Linked DNA regions of Gossypium hirsutum: regions 1, 3 and 4 are each linked to region 2. The links are chromatin contacts, called in public Hi-C maps. All regions are on one chromosome and are shown on one strand. The core of a region is the stretch at or near the end of the contact, and the rest is flanking DNA. Distances in the headings are between cores, read along the strand shown.

Region 1 (3,357 bases), core at 124-2,623, 200 kb after region 2:
GAAACACAAAGTGGACACAAAATTCAAGCTTTGAGATTTGATAATGGCAAGGAGTATACCTCTAATCAATTTAATATTTTCTGCGATGAAACGGGGATTGAATATCAAGTCGTTGCTCCAAACACTCCACAACAAAATGGAGTCAGCGAGAGAAAGAATTGTACCATAATAAAGATGGCTAGATGTTTGATGTCTGAGAAGAATTTCCAAGGGAATATTGGGTAGAAGTGGCGTACACTGTAATTTTCTTTCTCAATAGGCTTCCTACAAAGCTGTTGCAAGAATAACTCTATATGAAGTCTAGTATGGTTTTAAAACTTCTCTGAAAAATCTCAAAGTATTCAGATGCTTGTGCTTTGTTTATGTTCCTCAGATCAAAATGGATAAATTAGCTAAAAAGGTGAAAGTAGGGATCTTTGTTGGCTACAATAGAATCTCAAAAGCTTACAAAATTTTCCAACCAAACACTAAGAAAGTTTTGTTAAGCAGAGATGTTCATTTCAAGAAGAATGATGAGTAGAATTGGGTAGGAAAACAAGTAGCTATGGTACCTAACCAAGTTTCAGAATTGCAACTCAAGGAAGATGAGTTGGTTGATGATATGCCCGTTAGAGGTATAAGGTCACTTTTTGATATTTACCAAAGATGCAATGTGGTTGTACTCGAACCAATATATTACTAGGTGGTTGAGAAGGATCCAAAATGGATTACAACACTGAAGGAGGAGCTTATGATGATCGTATAAAATAAAATATGGAAGTTCGTAAAAATATCTATAGATAGAAAAGTGATTGGAGTGAACTGTGTATTTAGAACCAAGCTGAATCTTGATGTCTCAATCAACAAGCATAAAGCTAAGCTTTTTGTAAAAGGGTATGCTCAGATTTTTTGTGTTGATTTTCTAATAGTTTTGCTCCTGTAGCTGCACAAAAGGGCTGAAAAGGCTATCAACTTGATGTTAAAGCAACATTCTTGAATGGCTTCTTGGAGAAAGAGATTTATGTTGAGCAACCTGATGGTTTTGTTGTGAAAGGGCAAGAAGATGATGTGTACTTGTTCAAGAAAGCCTTGTATGGCCTGAAACAGGTGCCAAGAGTGTGGTACAACAGAATTGATAAACACTTAATGCAATTGGATTTCAAAAGAAGTCTCAATGAAGTTACCCTTTACATAAAAGGTAATGAAATCAATTTTATTATTGTTTCCTTATATGTGTATGATTTGTTGGTCACAAAAAGTAATAAAGAACTTGTAAGAAAGTTCAAAGAAGATATGGATCAAACTTTCGAGATGACGGATTTGGGAGAAATGACTTACATTCTAGGAATGGAAATAAAGCAGAAAAATGAAGAAGTGTTCATTGGTTAGAAGAAGTATGCTAAGGAAATTCTGAAAAAATCCAGAATGGATGGATGCAAGAGTGTAGATACTCCAATGTGTTAAAAGGAGAAGTTGAGCAAAGAAGATGAAGCTGAAAAAGTCGATGAAACCTTCTACAGAAGTTTAGTTGATTGCCTGATGTATCTAACGAATACAAGACTTCATATCTTACATTCTATAAGTCTATTATCCAGATTTATGAATTGTGCAATTGAAACACATCTTACAATTGCTAAAAGAGTCCTTAGATATGTGAGAGGAACATTGGATTATGGAACCAGATTTTGTGCAAATCAAGATAGTGATTAGGGAGGTTCACTTGATAATATGAAAAGCACTTCAGGTTACTGTTTCAAGTTTGATTCGGGTGTTCTCATGGTGCTGCAAAAAGCATAATACGGTGTCACAATCTACAACAGAAGCTGAATTTATTACAGCTAGTTGCTATCAATCAAGCTTTGTGGTTAAGAAAAGTTTTAGTGGATTTGAATCTGAAACAAGAAGGATGCATAGAAGTGTTCGTTGATAATCAAGCTTCAATTTCTATCTCTAACAATCTTGTTTTTCATCGGAAAACGAGACACTTCAATATCAAATTATTTTCTCTTAGAGAAGTGCAGAAGGAAGGTTTAGTTGGTTTAAAGTACTGCAAATTTGAATTTCAACTAGTTGATATATTTACAAAACCCTTGCCAAGAAACAAGTTTGAGAAACTTGAAGTTTGCAGCAACCAAAGCAAGGAGGAGTGTTGAAGTTGTGCTTCAACTGCTGCAAGATTTGGTCAAAACAAATTTTACTGTTTTTTATTTAAGTTTGTTGATCATGAAATCCGGTAGTGTCTTGATTCTAGGGTGTGGTTATTATTTTTTGCATGTATTTAAACAACACTTCCCCTCAATAAAAAAAATTAACTTTACCAACAAGTATTTCTATTTTTTCTTCTGCTAATATTTATTTTTGTTTTTTTTAATTTACAGGAAAATTTATTCCAACAATAATGTACTGAGATCAAGAAATAGAGTAGCTGACTGGGTGGTAAAGAGAACTAAGTTAGGCTCTTATCCCCTTTTTGGAATTTCTCTATTCCTGATTATCTCAAAATCCTCTTGTAATTCTCTGTTATGAATGAAATTATTATCTTTTGTTCAATAGCTGTGTAGACCATTGAGTGATATAAGTGGAGGAGAGAGATATTTTTCTTGTCCCTTCTTTTAAGGTCTCCCCGTCTTTGGGTGATGCACTGCGCTGATTTCTTTTTCATATATATATATATTGTTTTTCAGCTGAGAACATAGGTGGCTGCATTAAAGTAGGTAAGTTTTACTGTGGCAATTATTTCAGGAACCATATAAAACCCCTCTCTTTCGCTCTGCCAATTCTTGGAAAGGAGAATTCATAAACTCTCACACTGCCCCCCTGCTATATTTCTTCTTTGGCTTTTCCTTTTTTTCGACCTGATACAATACTTCTATAAAAGTCTGTTCTTTTTCCATTCTTGAATGTGGGAGTTTCTTTCTCTTTGGTTTGGATAGTGAAATATACTGTAAATCTCTTTCCTTTTTTATACGTATGGGAAGAAATTGCTGGATCTGGGAGTGCCACGTGTTTTCATTTGGTTCAATAGAAAATTAACGAATCCAATCCACATCTGGTTTCCGACCAATCATATCATTCCTGTGATACAACCATGGCATTGGCTCCCACCACTTATCCCTCCTATCCCTGCTCTAACACTTGCTCACTGTTACCAGAGCCACTCAAAAGTTAAAAAACCTTCTGTTTTGTTAGCGTAGCAAATAGCAATACAACCATGGCTTTGGCTCCCACCACTTATCCCTCCTATCTCTGCTCTAACACTTGCTCACCCTTACACAGAGCCACTCAACCTCTCCTTTCTTCAACCAGGCATGTAGGAGTTAGATTTAACAGCAAGTGTTCAGCGTCTTTCTGCAGTGGCAAGGAGCAGCTAAAGCCATG
Region 2 (3,330 bases), core at 236-2,735:
CGCAACCGCGATAAACGCAATGCGACCGAAAACGCGACTGCGATCGCAATTTAAATCCCTGTTATTATCTATGCTTTTGATTAAGTTAATTGGCTATTACTTTAAGTTCTTTTACAATACATTGAAAAGTTAAATCAATATTAATGGTTTAATTTTATATAAAAAATAAAAAATGATAAGTAAATAAATATTTTTTTAATAAATTAAGTAGATAAGTAATTCCTTACCACTTAAAATGGAGAAAATTTTCAATCTATTTATTTCTATCAACATTGTATTATCATTTACAATATTAAAGTTTTTTTTGGTTTAAAAATTGACTTCGTGAAATGTTAAAAAAAATGAAGGACTAAAATGCAAAATAAAAAAATATAAATTAAAATGTCAAATAACATCTAAAATAATTGAGATATAACCAAAAACAAAATGTTATTATAAAAATGGAGCGCATTACCCTCTTGTTTATGGATTGTGCAAGAATTATATATAATTTTAGATATTGTGTCAAAAAGAAAAGTTATAAGTAGAATCTATAATAAAATTGTTAAAAAAAACTCAATAATATTTTTACCTTAAAAAAAATTCTTTAATATTATCATTGCTTTTATTAATTTTTTTAAAAATTTATATTACATTATTTTATTTCACTCACATAATAAATACATCATGAGATTACAATATTTTAAGTTTATAATAAACGCATTTAATTTGATTTTGGTAAATTTTAATATAAAATAAAATATCACATAAAATTTTTTAGATCAAAAGATTCAAAATAAGATAAAAGAAAATATTTCAAATAGATTGAGTCTTAATTTTATTGATTGGATTGACTATTATAATAATTGAAAGTAGATGAATTTAAACATATTTAAATATATTTTTATGTAAAAATTGAAGAATAATTATGAATAAAAATATTTATAGTATAAAAAATGATTTAAAATTGAATTTAAAATCAAATAATAAAATATTTAAAAGAAAAAAAAGGGGGAAGTGAGATTGGAAGGAGAAGAAAACGCCCGCCCTACCGGTTGCGCCAGTAATAGCGGCTGCCTTATCCCTTGAAAAAGTGAAATACACGCTCCAATGACAGGGACTGGAAATCGAGTTGAGAGTACTCGGTAACTTTATTCCATACATACCTCCCATTATATATTGAAAAAAAAAATGTCTCTGACTCTGAACAGCCTCTCCGCAGCCCGGCAACCTTAAATATAAAATCCCCCTCCTCCCTTCTTCGTTTAGCCGCGATCCTCTCAGTGTTTGCCCATCTCTCTTTCTTTCTCACTATAGCATCCTTCTATCTCACCCCTTTTTATTTTCTGTTATTCTGTGAGGAGGAACAGCATTAAAAAGGCAGGATCTTTGACGTTGTCGTGTAACCAAAGATTTTTACTTGTACTTACATATTTTTTCCCTTTATTTTATTCTTTTCTGAAAGCAAACCGGTGGTTGAGTTTTTCTTTTTATCAGAGTCTTCAATGGCGGGTTTCGTTATATCTGGTTTAAAGCCTCTTCCTTGTATCTACGATAGACCCGCCGCTGGTGTTATCTCGACGAGTTCTTCAAAATCCAGATTTTTAACCAAAAACAAGAATTTCCCAGGTCTAAAAACGTTAAATCCAATCAAATCCAGGAACTGGGGTCTAAACGTGAGTGCCCCATTTAGAGTTGCATCCGTTGAAGAAGATGAGGGAAGGAAAGAGAGAAACCATGGTATTAATGGATTTGAGGAACAAGAACAAGAGGCAGGGTTCGACCCTGGGGCGCCTCCGCCGTTTAAGCTGGCTGATATAAGAGCGGCCATACCGAAGCATTGTTGGGTGAAGGATCCATGGAAATCTATGAGCTACGTGGTGAGGGATGTCGCTGTGGTGTTAGGCCTTGCGGCTGCTGCGGTCTATGTTAACAACTGGATTGTTTGGCCTCTTTACTGGGCTGCACAAGGAACCATGTTTTGGGCTCTTTTTGTTCTTGGTCATGACTGGTAAACTTTTTTTTTTTTTTGAATTGCATTTGCGAGTTGCAACCTCCTCTGTTATTAGATCTGACTGTCTTAATATGTTTCATGGATTTTGTTTCATTTCATTGTGCAGCGGCCATGGTAGCTTTTCAAACGATCCCAAGTTAAACAGTGTAGTGGGGCATCTCTTGCATTCTTCCATTCTTGTGCCTTACCATGGATGGTATGCCTAGTATTTTTTGAAAGGTTCATCTCTTCCCCATTTGTATATGAAAAGTTTAAATTGAATTCATTTCCATTATGATTGAACTTTACAGGAGAATTAGCCACAGGACTCACCATCAAAACCATGGTCATGTTGAGAATGATGAATCATGGCACCCGGTGAGTTAATTTCTCTCATCTTCTTTCTTTTCCCTTATATTGAGAATGATGAATCATGGCCTTTGGTCTAAATTGTAAACACTTTTGTCAATTCAATTGCAGTTGTCTGAGAAGATATACAGGAGTTTAGATACTCTAACACGAACATTGCGGTTCATATTGCCTTTTCCCATGCTTGCATTCCCTTTCTACCTTGTAAGTGTTTTCGTTGTTATTAAATTTTTGATGATTCCTATATGTTGAGAAATTAATGGTTGATTTCACTTTAAATTGCAGTGGAACAGAAGTCCAGGAAAGAGTGGTTCGCACTTCGACCCCAGCAGTGATTTGTTTGTCCCGACTGAAAGAAAAGATGTGATTACTTCCACTCTATCTTGGACAGCCATGGCTGCTATTCTTGTTGGCTTGGGTTTCACAATGGGTCCTATGCAGTTGCTTAAGCTATATGGCATTCCATATTGGGTAGGTTTCAAGTTTCTTCTTTCAAGGAAACGATATCGGGAAGTAGAAAATATGATTTGACTCGTCTTTGGTTTGATGTTTAGATTTTCGTGATGTGGCTGGATGGGGTTACATACTTGCATCACCATGGTCATGAAGAGAAGCTTCCTTGGTACCGTGGGAAGGTATATGAAATTTGTTGGTCTAATTTAATATGCTAAGGCGCCTATGTTGAAATTCATATGGAAACTTACAAATAAAATAATAAATATGGATAGGAATGGAGTTACTTAAGGGGAGGTCTTACAACACTTGACCGTGACTATGGATGGATCAACAACATCCACCATGATATTGGAACCCATGTCATACACCATTTGTTTCCACAAATCCCACATTACCATTTAGTAGAGGCGGTTAGTACCTTTACGTATCTCTTTTTTTTTTCCACTTTGATGTTGTCTTATTTCATTGGTTTTCTAATTGTTATGTTGGTATAATGTTGTGTCATAGACTGAGGCAGCGAGGCCAGTTCTCGG
Region 3 (3,404 bases), core at 884-3,383, 170 kb after region 2:
CTTGTGGTACTTGTCTGTGGGAGGTTATAAAGAGGTTGGACCGATAATAGGTCGAGTTGACGATAAGCTCTAAGAACATATTGATAGGATCAAAGGATGTCCTAAATTGTCGTAATTATTTAAGAGTAGAACTTCAGAACGTTTTAAATTCAATCGATCTCTTAGGTCTAAAAGACCACCTCAATGTGCCAGCGTACGGACAAATTGCTACAAATTAACAAATTCTAATGAGTTGAATGCAAATAAAGGTATCAGTAAGGAAGTAGAACTTCCATTGACTTCAAATCATCTATCATAAACTTACATTTTGATGATATAAACTTCAAACATTAGTTACCTAACACGAGTATTTGCTATACTACTTTGTCAGCCATTGAGATGGATCATGTCCTGTTCTTACCATTTCCGACTATCAGTGCCTGCCGCTCCTCATGCTGCAAGATGGGCATTTATACTGCTTAATGCTCTCAGCTTTAGCTGGTGTTATTTTAACACATTTTCCATGGAACCACCTCTCACAAACATCACACCCAATCCAAAACTCATCCGCATTGAAATTTCCACCGCAGCTACCGCATAGTGTTTCTCCGTGTTCATCTTCATTATCCTCGTAATCCGCATCAGCAATCTTAGGATTGCTTTTCACTTGTCCATCACTCGATCTCTAGAAAATGAAGAACACAGTTGGAAACAGAAAATACTAAATGATCAAGCACCCTGCATCACAAGAAAATCTTTCTTTCTTGTAGGGAATATTAGGCTTGCTATCATGCTATCCATGCCTCAATTAATCCAAAATTTGCACTAATCAGGCCCGAAAGAAAGTTTTTTCAGTGATTAACCTTAGTGCTGCCCTGAGATTTGCTCCCACTCTCTATACTTGGTTTATCTTTAACAGGTTTCCTTTCAGTTACAACCTCAAAGACTGTAGGCAGATCGTTCATCATACTAAATAGACGTTTCCTGTAAAGCGAAATCATAATGAACAAATATAATTTGTATATTCTATAAACAGGAAGCTTATGAAACATTAGGCACGAGACTTATGCATGTATATATCAAGTAACAAGAAACTACTTGTGCAATTGCTTTCCAGTCTTGCATAATCTAAAAACTGGGTTGAGACCCTCTCCATTACTTTTTCAATACACTAATCATCATTCATATGTGTAGGACCTATCATACTTATGAATAGCTATTAAACTTGTATTGCATAATGGTTATTAGAGCTTAAACCCTGAAACCTGGGAACCATCATTACACAAACACCGGATTTGAAGTGGGAAAAAGGGAAAGAATCCCTCCTTGATAGATTTCTACCAAAATTGAGAACAAAATAAAACTCAGAAACGAAGTTAGTAGTACCTTTCATTACGGTTAAGACGAGCAGCAAGGTAGAAAGCGAGGGAAATCAACCAGGAATCACTATGGACAGCAACCAAGGACAACCAATCTTTACGGTTCATTCCATCTCTAGCGAAATTGATACCAAGGGCGGGCTCAGGAAGCTCTGCTGGAACTTCTTCTGCTGGCAGACTAACTTCCCAGCTTTCATTCGGATGCCCATAAAGGCATAAATTCTCTCTATCTATAACCCAAACAAAAAAGCTTTTGTAAATCAAACAACTTGAATCTCCAGTAACTTCATTGCTATTATTATTACAATTTGATGTATCCAGAAATTCTTTCTATATATGAGTAACGTGAATTAAAGAGGAAATTGAGAAAAATGGACATGCAAAGACAAAACAAGTTGATGAGATCTGGAAATACCTGGACCACAGAGTCCATAAAAGTGATCTACATCTGAGAGAAGAAAAGAAGGGTAACGTTAAAGAGATACAAAGAGAGAGGGAAAAACAGGAAAGGATTACCCAAAGTTAAAGCACGAAGGATGGCGGTTCTTCGAGCAGTGTAATCTTTGAAGATTTCCTCAACGGTTCGAGCAGAGGAAGCCATGGATTGGAATTAATGGCCTAATAAATTTCTTTTTCTCTATGTTATACAAATGGCAAGCAATATGCCATTGGTACTCTTTTCTTTGAATATAGATTCCGTTAGTATTTAGATGAGTAGGTTAGCTGGGGGTCACCATAATTTGCTACTGCCACTCTTTCTTTCACGTGTTGGAGCTCCTTATTGGCTCCTCATAACAACCTCTAAATATATATATCAAAGAAATATATGATTATATCATATGCTTTTTCTATTTAAATCTTTGTTGTGTAATAAATATGATGATTTGAATGGAGGGATATACAATTCTTTTTAAATATAAATGGTGAGTGCAATCCAATTTATAATTATATTTGGGTTATTTTCAATAAAAGTCTCTAAATCATATGTTAACTTTTAAATTGATCTTCAACTTCAAAGCTTTTCAATTAAATCTTCAAATTAATATCTCATTTCAGTCAACTCATTTTATCAATCAAGTCATCCGTTTTGGTGTCAAATGCCTTGAATTTGACATGGTTTGTTTCTAACCATGTATAGTATTTTAAGTACTTCTTACCTAAGCCGGCAATTGCCGCTAAAGTTGATAGTTAGATTGAAAAATATTTGTTTGGAACTATACTTTAGTTTAAAATTTCAATGCTTAATATAATGAAAAACCGTTATAAGTAATTTAATAATCAATTGAGCCTACAAGTGAGCCCATCATAGAAAAAACAAGTAATCAATTAAGTCCTCAAATTATACACTTCCGTGAAAGCCCTAATGCTATTAACTTTGTGTTGATGTGATGGATAATATGATAAGTTGATGACATGAAAGTTGGCGCCACTTAACAATTTTGAGTTGACACATTCTAATTTTATAAATTAACTTTTCAAATGTTGCAGTTGGTAATGCCTTGAAGAATAAATCTGTCAAATATTATTATAGTGAATTTATCAACTTCTATATCACCTTTCTTTTAATATTTTGAGTGAATGATAATTTTGGTGAAATATGTGTCGTTTTGTCTCGTTTGATGTATCCTCCTTCATTAAGCTATATATGTTGCATTATCTTCAAATAATATAGTTGACATCCTTTTTTTGTAGAGGTAAATTACATATCTTCTAGATATATTAAATCAAAAGTCATGGCCAAACACATTCTTGGTCTGCCGTATGCATTGCAATTAATTTTACATGATTTGAAGAGACAATAACTAATATTTGTTTTATTGAATGTCATGATATGATTATACCGTCACATGTAAATAAATATCCCATTTGATATCAATCTCTATGCTAATATGATAAACATCCAACATCTATAAAGCCAACTTATTGAGACTTTGAATCATTTGAATAAAACAAGCCTATACCAATTGTCCTATGAGATATTTAAATATATCCTTAATTCCATTCTAATGCTTGTGTATTAGAGAAAAGATAAACATACAAACTTAC
Region 4 (3,527 bases), core at 806-3,305, 140 kb after region 2:
GGTACATGGTTCCACCTATTTAAATAACTTATTAGCATAAAAATTTAAATTTAAATCAATTTAATCGTGAGGATATCTACTGAATTTTACCTTGTTACAAGTGGGAATGTATACGGGTAGTTCGCTCGAGGACATAAAAATAGAAATCGAAACCAAGCCCATGATTGTAGGAGTAAAAGGCAACCACCAATTTTGATTTTCGCTGGTTATGTCACCCGACACATTTTCCGGCACAATTTCGCCAACACGGCGGACCCCCAACTGAGTTCACCTGCTCCTCTAAAATCGATGAGTTTTGGCAATCACCTTAGATGGACGAGATTTCATGATTTATTCAACATCAGGATACCCCCGATGATCTAAATGATGTATGCCCAAGCATATCGTTCTCTTTGGGCTTCAGTTGAATCCTCAACTAGCTCTGCAAATTTTTTTTGTATCCAAGGCATTTAATCCGACCTCAGTAAATCGTCTCTAGAATCGCACCCAAAAGATCTAAACATACGGCTCCTCAATCAGCAGACTGAATAGACCCGGTGACTACTAACTCGTCCACGGATAACCCCAACTATAAATGTACGTCCTCTAGAGTGATAGTACACTTGCCGCATGAAAGATAGAATGTGTGTGTCTCGGGTCTCTACCTCTCCACCAACGCGCTTATAAGTTTCGGGTCCAACTTACACCCCCGGCTACAAAGGCTACGTACCAAAAATCGACTTCCCTCAATTATGTTTTGATCAATGGTGATGGAGGACCGGGTAGATTACGAATATGACATTGTAAAATTCAATCTTCCGCCTATTTACGTAAAAATTATAAAAAATATTAAGTTAAAATATAACAATGAAATAAAAAATTAAACAATATTAAAATTTATTAAAATTTATTCTTACCATTTGCATTTGGTTGACGGAGATGTGCTTGTTATCAAGATGGATTAGAGACCCGACCATTGCTAAATTATATTAAATGCAAACAAATTTTTAATAAAAATTTATTTATTAAAAATATTAATAAATAATAATAAATAGAATTTAGATAAACATAGAATTTAGGGAAAAATTTAAGAGAGATTTTGAGAGATTTTTTAGAGTTCATTGAGAAATTTGAAAGATTTTTTAAGAGAGAATTAAAAGAGAATTGTAAGGAATGTGAGTGAGAAGAAGGTGTTGGGGGGCAACGGCTATTTAAAATAGCAGTTGAAAGTGACCGTTGGGGGGGAACGCGTTGACCTGGACGCGTTTTATTGGTCAGGAGGGAAAAAAGTGTTGAGTTGGACGCGTTTTTCTGATTTTCCCTTGAAAATGTCACTAGCTCGGCGCGTTTTTGTATTTTCAGCTCATTTTCATTATTTTAAATAAAAGTGGCCCATTTCTGTAATTTTTTTTTAAAAATGGGCATTTTCTGGTATATTAGTCATAAACATTGGTAGTATTCTTTTCTTAAGGTTCTAACTTGGCATGCTGACTAAACTGTTTTCATATGATGAGGCATGTAGTTAACAGAAAACAAACATGTTAAATTGACAATTTATTTATGAAAGATATTAATAATGTTATGATTGGATTATGATTTTTAAATCGTAAAAATAAAAAGATCTAATTTTGAAAATTAAAATATAGAGATTGAATCTCAAATTTTAATGAAGTATAGAGACCGACAACAGATTTTGACCCAAAAAAATATTTTTATTTTGATCTTTTAATCATATTTTTAGAAAAAAAATTCATTACCTAATTGTTACCGAAAATTTTAAAATTAAAATTATGTAATATGATTTGAATATAAATGTTTAAAGTGTGCATATATATAGGTATGCATGTGGTGGGGAAGCTATTGGTTTTTATTTTATATATTTAATTATTAAAAATGAGAAATATAGAGCAATTTGAAAAATAAAGTATAATGAGGAAATTTCATGAACACAGATGGTTGGTCAAAACTCAAAAGAGAATATAAAGTTAATTCAAATGGGTCAAGTTTAATGCATGAAATAAAGCTTTTCTTATATATGGAAAGTCCACTTGGGGATATGGTAATGGGATTCAACACCACCACCCATGCCCAATAAATTCAAATTATAGACTTCTTTTTCGTCCTTTTGGGCCATTTGCCCTCAACTAAACCAAATCAACCCAACTTTTCATCATCATCACATCATTTTTTCTCTTTCATGATTGTCAAACTTTATTAAATCTTGAATTGATGTAAAATCAACTAAACTGATTGAATTAGATAAAAAATGTCAAAAACTATGTGAATTGGACTTAAAAAGCTAATTTTATTTTTGCTATATATGCTATACATTAAGTCCTTAATTGAGTTGGTGTGACGAGTCAACTAAGTATCAACTTATGTAGGTAATAGCTAAAATATCATTATTTTATAAAGTATATTATATTGTTTTGGGGAGTGTTTTTTATTTACATTTTATAGAAAAATATGCGCACATAATAGGATTTAAACCTAAAACACTATAATTTTTAACATTTTTTCTTAACCATTTCAAACAAAATCTTATTTTTTATAAATATATTTTTTAGTATAATTTTATTTTTCACCCACATCGTGCTATAAATTGAAAATAAAAATCTTTTTAAAAATCTTATTTTGTAATAGTTGAACTAGTGATTTAATAAGTTGAAAAGAAAATCAATAGTGAATCTATGGTTTACAATATAGTCCTTGAATGAAGTTTACTTGCAATTTTATCTGCTCCAGAATTCTTAAACTGAGCTTCCTTATGTCAGTTTGCTTCATCAAAATGGTTGATGCACTTCTATTTAAGATGGTCGAGGAGAATATCTGTCAAACAAAACAAAGGTGTGTATAGTAAAACAAAAAATAAATGCTCGAGTGAAGAAGTGGAAGGTGGTAAAACGATTGTTAGGAAACATAGTTACCCTGGGTCCGAAAATATATATATCTATAATTTAACCCATTTACCATCCCTAAATTTTTTATTTTGATTGTAATATAATAATTATAAATGATGCTGATGCAAGTGTTACGAGATTAGAACTTAAGTTTCGTAAATTATGTAACTTCAAACGATTTTTTTATTTTAAATTTGTTTAAATTAATTTTACTCTCGAAAGATGAGAATTTATAAATAAAAAAATTACGGCATTGAAATAAAACGTAAACAAACATAAAAGATAAAGAAATACAAATCAAACAGAAAAGTTACAAGAAAGTAATGCAAATAAAGTATTTGAATAAATACTCTCAAATATATTCAATAACTGTAAATAGAAGGATTACAAATGAAAGGAAATTTTTTTATTTATACTTGAACTCCTCCAGATCTAATGATATAGTTTAAAGTACATCCACGGTCGGAATCAAAGCTAATCTACAAATTGAGATTCTTAAAGAAATTTTTCAAGATCTCCTAAGATTACTTTACATATTTCTCCTATAACTCTAATTTTATTTGAGTGTTTCATTGAACCACCAAAACTTTAAATAAATGAACTTCTTTACATATTCTACGAATCAAATCAATTCAAATCAATTAAATA

The links. Hi-C and Micro-C count contacts between places; a contact is called where the count stands out from the background.
Region 1: a Hi-C map of leaf shows a contact between it and region 2, with 2.2 times the contacts expected there. The contact joins the promoter of LOC107899538 here to the promoter of LOC107899542 in region 2. A contact is called at or near these places in 5 of 34 Hi-C or Micro-C datasets (hypocotyl, leaf, petal and 1 more).
Region 3: a Hi-C map of leaf shows a contact between it and region 2, with 1.8 times the contacts expected there. The contact joins the promoter of LOC107903455 here to the promoter of LOC107899542 in region 2. A contact is called at or near these places in 5 of 34 Hi-C or Micro-C datasets (callus, hypocotyl and leaf).
Region 4: a contact with region 2 is called in a Hi-C map of leaf, with 2.3 times the contacts expected there. The contact joins the enhancer-like site here to the promoter of LOC107899542 in region 2. A contact is called at or near these places in 11 of 34 Hi-C or Micro-C datasets (anther, fibers, hypocotyl and 2 more).

What each region holds. Positions count from the first base shown.
Region 1 is chrD04:48,346,161-48,349,517 of Gossypium_hirsutum_v2.1, reverse strand. It overlaps LOC107899538 (protein MET1, chloroplastic), which reads left to right and starts at 1,373. Exons shown (of 7, transcript XM_016825285.2): 1 at 1,373-3,357. The coding sequence starts at 3,191.
Region 2 is chrD04:48,550,682-48,554,011 of Gossypium_hirsutum_v2.1, reverse strand. LOC107899542 (omega-3 fatty acid desaturase, chloroplastic-like) reads left to right here and starts at 1,485. Exons shown (of 8, transcript NM_001326876.1): 1 at 1,485-1,990; 2 at 2,100-2,189; 3 at 2,284-2,350; 4 at 2,453-2,545; 5 at 2,627-2,812; 6 at 2,896-2,976; 7 at 3,070-3,207; 8 at 3,305-3,330. The coding sequence starts at 1,485.
Region 3 is chrD04:48,383,628-48,387,031 of Gossypium_hirsutum_v2.1, reverse strand. It overlaps LOC107903455 (PHD finger protein ALFIN-LIKE 1), which reads right to left and starts at 2,133. Exons shown (of 5, transcript XM_016829503.2): 1 at 1,875-2,133; 2 at 1,774-1,806; 3 at 1,366-1,588; 4 at 843-963; 5 at 250-664. The coding sequence starts at 1,959. The coding sequence ends at 413.
Region 4 is chrD04:48,410,894-48,414,420 of Gossypium_hirsutum_v2.1, reverse strand. No RefSeq gene overlaps it. Among protein-coding and RNA genes, the nearest start is that of LOC107899539, 19 kb to the right of the region's middle. Within about 2 kb of position 2,055, at least 2 of the 9 cell types and tissues checked have an H3K27ac peak or open chromatin away from gene starts, as enhancers often do. A contact at or near this core is called in hypocotyl and leaf, where this site is marked.